2 separate regions of the Drosophila melanogaster genome follow, and region 2 is linked to region 1. Evidence: chromatin contacts called from public targeted proximity ligation data. All regions are on one chromosome and are shown on one strand. The core of a region is the stretch at or near the end of the contact, and the rest is flanking DNA. Distances in the headings are between cores, read along the strand shown.

Region 1 (5,405 bases), core at 2,821-5,320:
TCTATGATTTGTGGCATATTTATGTAAATTTGTGGTTTTTACCCACTGCCAGTTGAACATCTCTTCAGAGCCGGGCTAAAAAAGGCCACCTTAAAAATAGCCGGCAGCAGGTGTTGTGGCCGACCAATTAGTGCAAGTTCCGACCAGAATCGCTTTTACAATGGCCAACTTAAGATTGGGGAACGGAAGCTTAGGGACTGTGTAGCTATTTTTTGCGATTTAAAATTTCCATAACTCTTATGGCAGCACTTTTGTTAAAGTAATATATTTTCTAAATATAACAAAGTATTTTAAAATCCGTATCTGGTAGAATTATACATATATTCTTGTATACGCAGTCTGTAGAGTAAATTTTTACGAGAAAGACTACCCAAATGATGGTGCATTTGCTCGATCAAAAGGCTTGACCACTGCAAAAACTGGACATGGTGGACAATTGGCCCACCCTTCATTGGTCTGCTGACAATGTCCTTGTCGTCCTGAGTGACCTGAGCAAAACCGAGCTGAACTGTCGCTGCCATCGACGACAGGTGTGCATGATTTATGAGATTTACATATCAGTCCGCTGGCCGATGAAGCGCGTTGATGCGGCGTCACCGCCAGGCGGACATCGGTGACAAGATACAGATATATATATAGATAGCTACGAAGGGGGGGGCAGCAAGTATGTTAGCCTTGTTCGCCAGAAATAGGCTAAAATGAAATGCAAATTTGTGCACTGATTGATGATATTACGCTTGTTAAGGTCAACACCCACACTTTGCCAAAGTTCCCCAACTACTTTCACACTTCTTCCTTTTTCATGGCTTTTCCCCATATGGCAAATGAATTTCAAAGAGACAGGGAATAAAAGGACAATGAAAAAAGTTGCATACTTTGGGGCTGTTGGGAAAAAGATACTTTTGTACTGCTACATTTCAGGCGGAAAACGGTTTGAAAGGCATTTTAAGTGCTCTACATTTAATATAAAATATATATATATTTAGAAAGAATTCAAAGAAATATAAAATCAAGTATATGCTTTCCTTATACTTTTTGATCACGAAGTTGTATACAATTTTGAATTACTGATGCGGCTAATATTTCTCGAGAGAAAAAATTCCACATGTAATCCGATTGTATAGAGATATTTTCGGAAAGATTTTGAAATCATCTAACGAACAACCCATTTCCAAAAATCCTGCATGTACGCCTCTTTCCCACGGATGCAACGTGCTCATTAACTAGACGTGGCATGCCTGGCAGACGACAGCATCTCGCCTGCCCCTCCGTATAATGCCGTCCGCCCCCATATCATGCAGCAACTGCCCCCTCTTAAATCTGCAGAAAATCAGCGGCAGGCAACATGTGTTCCTGATATTTTTATGGCATTGGATACATACAGTCGGGTTCTCAGTTTCTCGATGGCAAAAGCAGGAGAAGCCTAAGCTGCCTAATTGTTATGTGCACAATTCGCAAGCAACGGGCATAAACAGCACTGTGATTTGCCGACCTACAAGACCATGCCACGCACACCAAGGACACCAAGGACCATATAGGACCAAAGACCATGGCAGAGTCATAAAATTTTCATCTGGCAGTAGTTTTAACGACTCAAATCGGACTTAAGGGCTCACCGAGGACATTAATCTCGGCGAGGAATGAGGAAGAATGGGTCCTCACTGAAATTTGCTAGCGTAAGCATTAATGAAATTGTTGTCATCCTCGTATGACTAAGCACTTAAGAAGTGTTCATAAGTGTTCATAACTATATAAAATTAAGGAATATTCTAGTATTTAAAAAAGGTAACTGTAATGGCTAAGGCATGAGTATATAGGTATTTGTAAAATAATTAATTGCCTAAAAACTTATACCCATTAATATTCACTAATAATTCTTGCATAAAAGCTGCATATATTTCTTCTATTGAGCCCTAAATCTCTGAAAGCGCTTTTTAATTTTATGGCTGTTTCATTATTAGGCCAATAACCGACGTTGCCCGCTGCTGGTTAACACCCTGCTCCTCTGCCCCTTAACCCCAGAAGGCCCCACGTGTTCGATTTTACTGCCGGCCAAGGGTTTCACTCCTTTCTGCTGATCAATAAAACGGAAGCTAAATCAATTAGCCAATGGCGGGGTAGTGGGAAACTTCTTGGCACTTTCATGAACTTCTGGCCGGTAATTAAAATCCACCCACAAATACCAATCTGTACTGGAACAGATTTCACTAATTACTTTTATGACCCAAATTTGCTGAATGCGCAGTTTGCTATAAATTTCTACCTTTGAGCGGTAATAAACTCTGGGAACATCAGTTGCAGACTAGATATTGCCATTGATATAGATCAATGGCTTATTTTGTCCTGTTGTCCTGTATTCCTGAATGGATCTTGGGGTCTTTGGGCAATCTACATCTATTAAAAAGTGTGGTAACTGTCAATAATCTAAAATGTATGGTATTAAAATATTTCAGTTGTTATAATTGTTGTATAATTGTTTTTAATTCTAAATTCCAATAACTTATTCTAAAATCTTTTATAATGAATTAAGAGGTATCTCTTAGTCCAGAAGACGTATGACGACTTTTTCTAAGAACATTTTCTTTTTATTCGTTTCAGTCACTTCTCTCGCCATTTCCGAACTAATCGAAGACGCTTTCTGGCAGAATTTATTGCTGCTTCGGCGGGGGCGTGGCAGGCGGTGGGCGGTTAAGATGTAGACGAAATGGAGGCGTGGCAGGGGCAAAAACTGCTCCTTTGACCTGTCTGCCTCAGTCACTGTTGTTGCTGTTGCTATTGTTATATATTTCTCCTTCTTTATCGCCCGAAGCTCTGCAAACAAGTTTCTTGTGTCCCGACAAAAAAGGAACCAACATGAAAAAATGGACCAAACAAAATAAGGGAAAATATATTACAGAAAAAAACTCTTTTTCGCCGTCAGCTGCTCGATTGCAGAAAACTCGTTGCGCTTGTTGCGCGTTTTGTTGTGAATTATAAAGAAAATAAAAAAAGGAGCAAATTTCATGAAATCTTGCTTAGGAATGGGTAGGCCTTTGATGTTTTTAGGCCGTCTAATAAGCCGCTGAAATTATTGTTTTAGATTTTTTTCTTCTGATTTGGGAGCGCCCGTCTGCGATTTTGCAAAAAATTTGTGTAAATTTTGAATTTTGCGGGGGCGTGCCGACATTTGGTAATTGCGGTGGGTGCAACAGGCGACAAAAACGCTATAAAATAAGCTATAAACTGGGATTAAGTCGTTGTTTAACAATCATATAAAAATGGTAAAGGTAAAATAATAATAAAGTGTGTGTTAAATAAAAATTACAATATTACAAGCATTTCCTTCAAATTAATTAAATTAAATTTTTTATTGCACTTAAGCAACAATTTTAAAGTACCGAAAAATACCAAGTAAATACCAAATGATGCTCATTTTCATTTCCCCACTGAAAAAGCCACAGCAACAACACTACGTCGCAGCATACGGGACCGGAAGTTAGAGAGCGCTCGAGTGCGAACGGGACAACAGTATGAGTCCCAAAAGTTGTTGCTGTCTCCCCAAATGGCGTTTTTTGAGCGACTTCGCCGCAAACAACAACGCGCTCTCAGTTTATGGGAGAGAGAGTTTGCTTGTTTTTGTTCCTTCGCTGGTGGTGTGGTGGGGGCGAGTGAACCGCTTATGTTGTGGGTGGTTGTTGCCATCGCATCGCAAGAGAGAGAACGATTCCGCTCTCCTTTTGGATTACCCTGTACTTCAGAAATTCCCAGAGTATATTGCGTTTGCAGAGTATTATTTTAAAATATATTTTATATTATATCTATTTTTTAAATAAAATTCCTAAAGTAATTTTTTAAATTATATTTATCATTGGGAAGTTAAGCTTAGTGTATCTAAAACTTATTGTATCTAAAAACCGGGTATCTGCAAGTTGGAAAACTCGACCACTTGTTTTATTTTATTATGCTTGCCGCAAACGACAAACAACCGAGAGAGATAGATCGACAAAGAGAGGAAGAGGTATAAAAAGCGAGAGGCGGTGAGAGAACTTTTCCGCGGGGGCCGCTTGTACTTGTATCTGTATCTTTCGGACTCAGTTTGCCTGCGACCGTTACAACAGCCAGTTGATTCGAAGCGGAGCGATTCGTGGATTCGTTTTCATCGTGTCGTCGTCGTTTTGTCGTTGATTTCCGTTTGTGCATGCAGATAAAGCCAGGTCTTAACTTGATTCTGGACTGGGCCGAAAATCGAAATCGAAACCGAAGTGGGCTAATGGAAAATAAACAAACAAACAAAGCTTGAATTTTGTTTGCCGCGCATTTAAAGTAATTCCTATTTGTCGCCCCTAGAAAATACAATAATAAGAAAATCTGTTTCTGACATGTTGCATGACTGAATTAAATTACGTGTTAAATTGTTAAGCTAAATGAACAAACCGCATCCATAAAACGGATGCCAGTGCATGCAAATTAATTAAAAATACGATTCGAAATCTCTCTACACATGCATGCACAACCCATCAAGCTTTATTCAAATCAATGACTTGAGCGGCTAAATAAAATATGTATTTCATGGCTATTAAGATTATAAACAAAATTTATCATTAAATCTAAAATCAACTTTCATGGTTTATTAACTAATGATATGTTTAACTAATGAATGCCAAAACATAAAGCAATTTAATTCGCTATGACTAAGAGACCGATAATCCATACAAAAGACGAGTTCAAGATATGTGTGTATAAATAATATAAAACAATGAACTCTCAGCTCGAGATAAAAAGCCCAGTAATTTGACTAAATAAAACATGTGTAATTAAATAAGTGCTTTACTAATAAATTGATACAAAATTCAATTCAAATGGATTAAATTTATATCAAATTTCGATTCGAGATTGGTGAACATTTGTGCACTGGAGAAAACCATCAATTTTTAAAACAGAAAAATCCATTATCAAACTACAAGCTGTGGTTAATGTTTACTGTGGTTGTTGTCGGTGACTAGCTCAGTTTTATCAACAACAACAATTTTGCGTTTCAGTTTTGTGTATTTCTCAACGAGTTGTGTACGATAAGAACTGAAAGGAGACCTAAGATTTGAAGAAAATCAGAAATGGCTCTAGGGAACTAACGATAATGAAATATTTTACTACAATTTAACAAATTGTCGTTATTTAAAAGAAATAAACACGCATAAGCCCGTGTACAGTTCAAAATCCCATGGAATATGTGACAATTAAATTAATTAAGCTTAAACAACAGATACGATAACTGAACACTTTCCAACCGAAATAAATTTGATTTGTAAATTTCACATAAATCAAAGCGAAATAGCTGGCAATCCTTCCCTTCAACTGAATTAAACAATTACTCTTTGTTTCTCAGTTTTAAGCATTCAAAATCAACAAAATGCGTCAGCTGCGAGCTG
Region 2 (5,451 bases), core at 2,887-5,386, 130 kb after region 1:
AATGTTTATCAAGATGTTCCATGTACTTGCTGAAACTCAATATTCGTGATCTGATTTTCAGCCGAATATAAATATGAATTTCCCGTAGGACGGGAAGGTGTCAACGTTTTGCATTTCGAATAAACATTGCACTTGTCCCGGCCTATGGGCGGTTTGTAATAAACAACTAAAATCTATAAAATTTATTTATTATTACTAAAGTCATGTCTCGTATTTTTGCTTATGAAATATTTTCTGTTGTTTCAGATCTCGAATTCGCAATATCAGAACATCTGTGTTATTTTAATTATATAAAAGTATATATACAGGTGAGTTTGCTTCTTGTTTATTCTATGTTCTTATGTGTACTCAATCGCTTTCAATTCGTGTTCATATTATCCCACACTTCCCAGTTACATTTGATATTTAAACATTTCCCAAGCGCGCGCGCTATTCTGGTACTTTTCATCCCTTTTCCGTTATTAAAATGCCCGACCGTGGTTGCCACTTGTATTTGAGTCGAAAACGCTGCCACCTGGTTGGCTGTGTGCTAGAGATGTGCAATTGAATGGTCTGTGCAATGAATAAAAAGTGTCCCAATGGTGCAATGCAGTTTAAAATGATTAAAAACGAAAAGTTAATACTATAAACTACAATAAAACAACCCAAACGTAGCAGAAGTTAGAGTGGTGCTAACTGGGTTGACTGCATGTTCAAAGTCGGGCGTCTCGCGCGAAAGAAATCGCCTCACGGTCGCATCTCTACTACATGGGGTTCGGCGCCTGTGTGAGCGAGAGGGTTGGTGCGCGCGTGGTCGTGCGGTTGTGTGTCTGTGTGAGTGCCTGTCCCTGTGTGAGTGCCGCTCTCTTGCGGCTTGCCTCGTCCGTAATTCGTAAAATATAAAAATAAAAAATTTTTTCAGTTTCAGTTTAAAAAATATTCTCACAGCGACTAGTTGTGCGTGCAGGCAAAAAGACAGAGCATCGCGAGCGAAAGAGAGCGGCGAACATCGCACTGGCGGAGCGTCGTGTGTTGCGCAGGCAATCTTAATTAATTTATTTACGTCTATATTGATTTTTTAAAGTAACAGCCACAGCTACAGTTAGCCATAATAGCCAGCTAGAAAGCAGAGGCAAGCCCAAGCGCAACGCAGAGCAAAGAGCGCGCGTTTTAATAGGTATAAAAATAAAAATACACACTAAAACCAACCTGAGGCGAATCTAAATTGTATTTCTCGAGGTGAGTAAATCTATAAAAATAAATTAAGATATTTGTTAATTCGATATTGCCAGCCAGCCAAAAATAATACCAGTTTCTCAATTACTCGGTAATGTCTGCTTTCTTTTTATTTTAGTTTTATTATTTCTCTTCAGTTTTTTTTTTATTTATTTATTCCGTTCGCACAGCGTAAATTAGTGGTAGTCTGCAATTGTTTATTTAAAGTTTATAAGGCGACTCTTTATGTTTATCTGTGTGAGCAGAGCAGCGCAGCTGGCGTCGCTTAAAATTAATATCAAGCAGTTGCGAGCGCGTTTCTGTACTTTTTTTTTTAGGTAGTTTGATATTTTTACGGTATTCGCTGGCTTTGTTTTTATTGCGCTGCTGGCGTCGACGCCGACAGTGCGCGTCGTTCGCTTAGCACCAAAACTGAGCGATAGAGAGAGACAGAGAGCACTGAAGATGCAGTTTTGTTTTATATACACACCTACGCACGCGTATATATACATGTAAACGGCTGCGGCTGTGTAAAATGCATGTACGCCGTTAAAGCGGATGCAGATTAGGGATGGAAAGCATAGATTTATCGGTCGGTTATCGTTAAATTTAATTACTATCTAGCCTTGATTTTGTGAGCAGTAATACCTGTCCGAAGTCCAATTACTTTGTTGCTTAGCTATTATGCCGCTTAATTCTGCTTTGGGAGCACCTAATTTACTTTGTATTTAATCGATCCGTATCCCTAAAAGATCACCGATTTATCGAAGTGATAATATGCAGGATACGATCCATCCAGCATCAAAACCTCAAGCAGTTTTACGAACATTCAGTAGTTCTCACACGCCAATGCTTCGTTTAATAGTCTTCTTCTGCTCGACCAGACTTTGTTTTTTAATTGTTTATGCTCCCTTTTGTTGAAAAACCGGTAACTAAGTAAGTGTGTATGTATATCCTCAAAAGTATTCCTTCTTTCTTGTGTTCTTTTCTTTCGCTGGATCGATTCTTTTTTTAGACCTTTGAGCGGCATTAATTATGTTTTAGAAAAAGAGCGGTTATAAAGTAAAAAAATATGAACATTCAAGTTTTCATGTATTATGTATTTTTAATTTTTTAGTTTTTTAAGTCAGTTCGCTTTGAATAACTTTTTAGTTAAAAAAAAAGAGAAAACTGAAAAATCAAAACTTTAACAAATCACAAAATAACATTTAAATGGAAAATAATAATTCTTTCATTGTTGAAAATAACCATGGCAGGGCTGGAGGAGGAATGGAGAACCTGTCGCACTTGTATCCACCGCAGTTGCCAAAGGGGCGTGGTCGGCCTCGAGCGACATACGCCCAAACGGGCGAGTTTGATCTGGGTCTGATCCGGGAATACCGATCGCACCCAGTGCTGTACGATAGGTCAAACAAGCGGTTCAAGGACAAGCTGTATGTGGCCCATATATGGGAACAGATAGCCCACAAACTGGGCTACGATGGTGAGCAAGGGGATTAAACCAGTTTGAGATGACAGGAAATAATTCTAGGCATATTCCCATCTTAATTCGTAGCCACCAGTATAAGGGAACGGATGACCACGTTAAGGAATCGATATAACATCGAGAAGCGACGCGTCGAGAATGGCCTTTCCACACAGTCTTCACAATGGCCTCTATTCGAAAGCCTCCAGTTTCTGGGGGATCACATACGGCCCAGGCGCAGCTTTAAGAACATGAGCGTAAAGGAGGAGGATGAGGAGACCTACGAGGTGGACGATTGCCGGAGCGACAGCAACGGGCATATGAACAGCATCAAGGACGAACTGGAGGACGACTCCGAGATCTTCGATTGCGAGCAGGCACTCCCCGTGACCACAGTGTTAGGGTAAGTCCATGATCCATTGCTGCCTAACGTAACATTTGCTAATAACAAGACATCATTTCTTTTTAGGATTCCCCTGAATAACTCTGACGAAGCCAACAAGAGCCAGCGCTCGACGAATGGAGAAATGCCCAATGGCAAGGGCTACAATCACTTTGCGGAAAGCTATCACCGACGACACCAAAACCAGCCGGAGTACATCATCAGTAGTCCAATTGTTAATCCCATGAGGAGCAATAAGCGTGGATCACAGCACTTGGACGATCATCCGTCGAAACGCCGAGTCGACGACAGTCTGTCGATATCCGGATACTATCCAACACAACCTCTAGCCCCCTTGCCACCGGCGTACGCCAAATTCCGGGGATTTGGCGAGTTCATGTGCCACTCCCTGTGCGATATGCCAGCGGCCACTGCCTTGCGCTTGGTGCAGAAGTTCACCCGCGAATTGGTCCAGTCCTCGCTTCGCAACGAGGACAGCGGCAGCAAAGAAAAGACGGATGAGGTCGATCCGGTAGATCAGAGCAGCGAGTCGCAGGAGGAGGACGAGTAGATTTAAGTTACACTTTTAAATTGAGGGTAGGGATATTGGCACGCGTGTCTACATCTATGCGTATAGCATAAAAGCTGCATTGATGACAAATTCGATTAATTCATTTATGATTTAATTATACTCTTTTAAGTCTTCTAGCCTCGCAGTAACCGGGGTGGAAGATCCAAGCATTTCATTTATTAACATAATGGAAAAATACACTTATTTGCTTTGTTTTAAAGGCAGGGGAACGGGTCGACTAATCCAAATTGATTAATTTTCAGATTCGGCAAGAGCATAATACTCTATCTGTAAGATGCACATCTGTAATGGTATAGAATCCTATAAATCCTACATAAAGGACCATACATATTTTAAACAATAATTCACTTCATGGTTTCATTAAGGCGTCAACTGAAATGCAAATATACATTATGTATATAAGTCTGTGGGATCAGACGCAATTATGACTTCGCCACGAATGTGAGCGTCTTTCAGTCAGCGTTCCCCTTGCGCAACTCGGACCTCTATAAGGGCCATCATTATCTTACACAATAGTAATCTGCCCCTTTAAGGGGCATATACATATTTCCATTTCCCTTGGCAGACTTAAAGCAAACAAAAAGGTCCTTAAGTTTTATTACTTTCTGTATGCGAGAACCAACCCTAAAGCTTCTGAAAGCTTCCACCTTCGGCCCTTGAAGCTAAACTTTGATTACTATCCCAAGGAAATAGTTTCACTGAGGAAGAGCTATTCAAGCCAGTTGAACTGTAGGCCATGAATAATGCAATGGATAGCTGACCATGCTAATAAACTATCTACCACCTAATTTTACGCCCGTCTTAAAGGCCACCCAGAATCACTGGAGGTGTTTCCACGTAGATTGCTGATCGATGTTGTGGGACGTCCAACGCACCATCATTCCCATCCCGGGATATGGCGAGAAAATATGTGCCGGGAAAACTGGAACCTGCAGTCGGAATTGCCGGCACAGCCGAATGCCTAATGCCAAATGAAGTCTGAGTAGGCACATCTCCATTTGACCAAACTGGGTGGGGCCTCCAGGCCATTTCTATGTGCGTTGCCCCCTTGTTTACTCCTTTTTCTTTAATAATGCGTCTATATTTCTTAATTAAATTACAGCTTCTCGCATTTGGGAGTGAGTGTGTGTATGTGTGTGTAATTACAGTGTTTATGTGGCACTCGGACATTCCTGGCTCCTCTCTTCCTTTTCCCAGCTGGAGTTGGCTGACTTGGCGTATTGATAAGGCCCAGGCCCACAAAAGGAACGCGAAAGGTGAGTGGTATGGGGATTGGGCAGTTTGGAGTTTGGAGCGGATTGCATCCGAGATGTGAGTGCAGTGGTACATTAAAACGTCACCTGATGTAGGCCGTGCCCAGTGCTTATTTGTTGCATTTTCGAAATACAAATTGCACTAGTCCCGGCCTGCAATGAGTGTCGCAGTCGACGATCTACACAGTGCAAAATAATTTGTAAAAATAATTAAAAATAATAACTTCATAGATTTTTTTATTAAATTAGTTTTTGTGTGGGATCTAATCACTAATCTTGCAACAAATTTATAAAACGATCTACAAACATATCAATGTTGATCGTATCAGCTCCAAAATGACGCCCATTTTTTTCGGTGCTGCGAGCAGCTTGCCATTAAGCCTAACTTTAACTTAATGCTAACCACCATGGCCATAATGTGGTGCGGTTGTGCTGCGTTTTGCGTGCTGCTGTTCGTCAAAGTCAGGACCGTGTTGCCGTCTACTCATCTTGCCATCTCGAATGTCTGGCCCTGTAATTATATAATTTAATCAAATTACTTGCATATGTTGCCAAAAAATAAAAA

What was found.
Region 2: a targeted proximity ligation map of the Kc167 cell line shows a contact between it and region 1, with 3 times the contacts expected there. A contact is called at or near these places in 4 of 107 Hi-C or Micro-C datasets (the D17-c3 cell line, central nervous system, embryo and 1 more) and 1 of 7 datasets of targeted methods (the Kc167 cell line).

The regions. Positions count from the first base shown.
Region 1 is chr3R:25,512,048-25,517,452 of dm6, forward strand. It overlaps msi (musashi), which reads left to right and starts at 4,071. Exons shown (of 7, transcript NM_001276031.1): 1 at 4,071-4,302.
Region 2 is chr3R:25,646,436-25,651,886 of dm6, forward strand. It overlaps lncRNA:CR45917 (long non-coding RNA:CR45917), which reads left to right and starts at 4,137. Exons shown (of 1, transcript NR_133452.1): 1 at 4,137-5,122. jigr1 (jing interacting gene regulatory 1) reads left to right here. Exons shown (of 6, transcript NM_001347754.1): 2 at 247-308; 3 at 902-1,218; 4 at 2,451-2,677; 5 at 2,750-3,062; 6 at 3,129-5,439. The coding sequence starts at 2,464. The coding sequence ends at 3,612. mir-92b (mir-92b stem loop) reads left to right here and starts at 4,963; the gene lies at 4,963-5,062. mir-92a (mir-92a stem loop) reads left to right here and starts at 71; the gene lies at 71-165.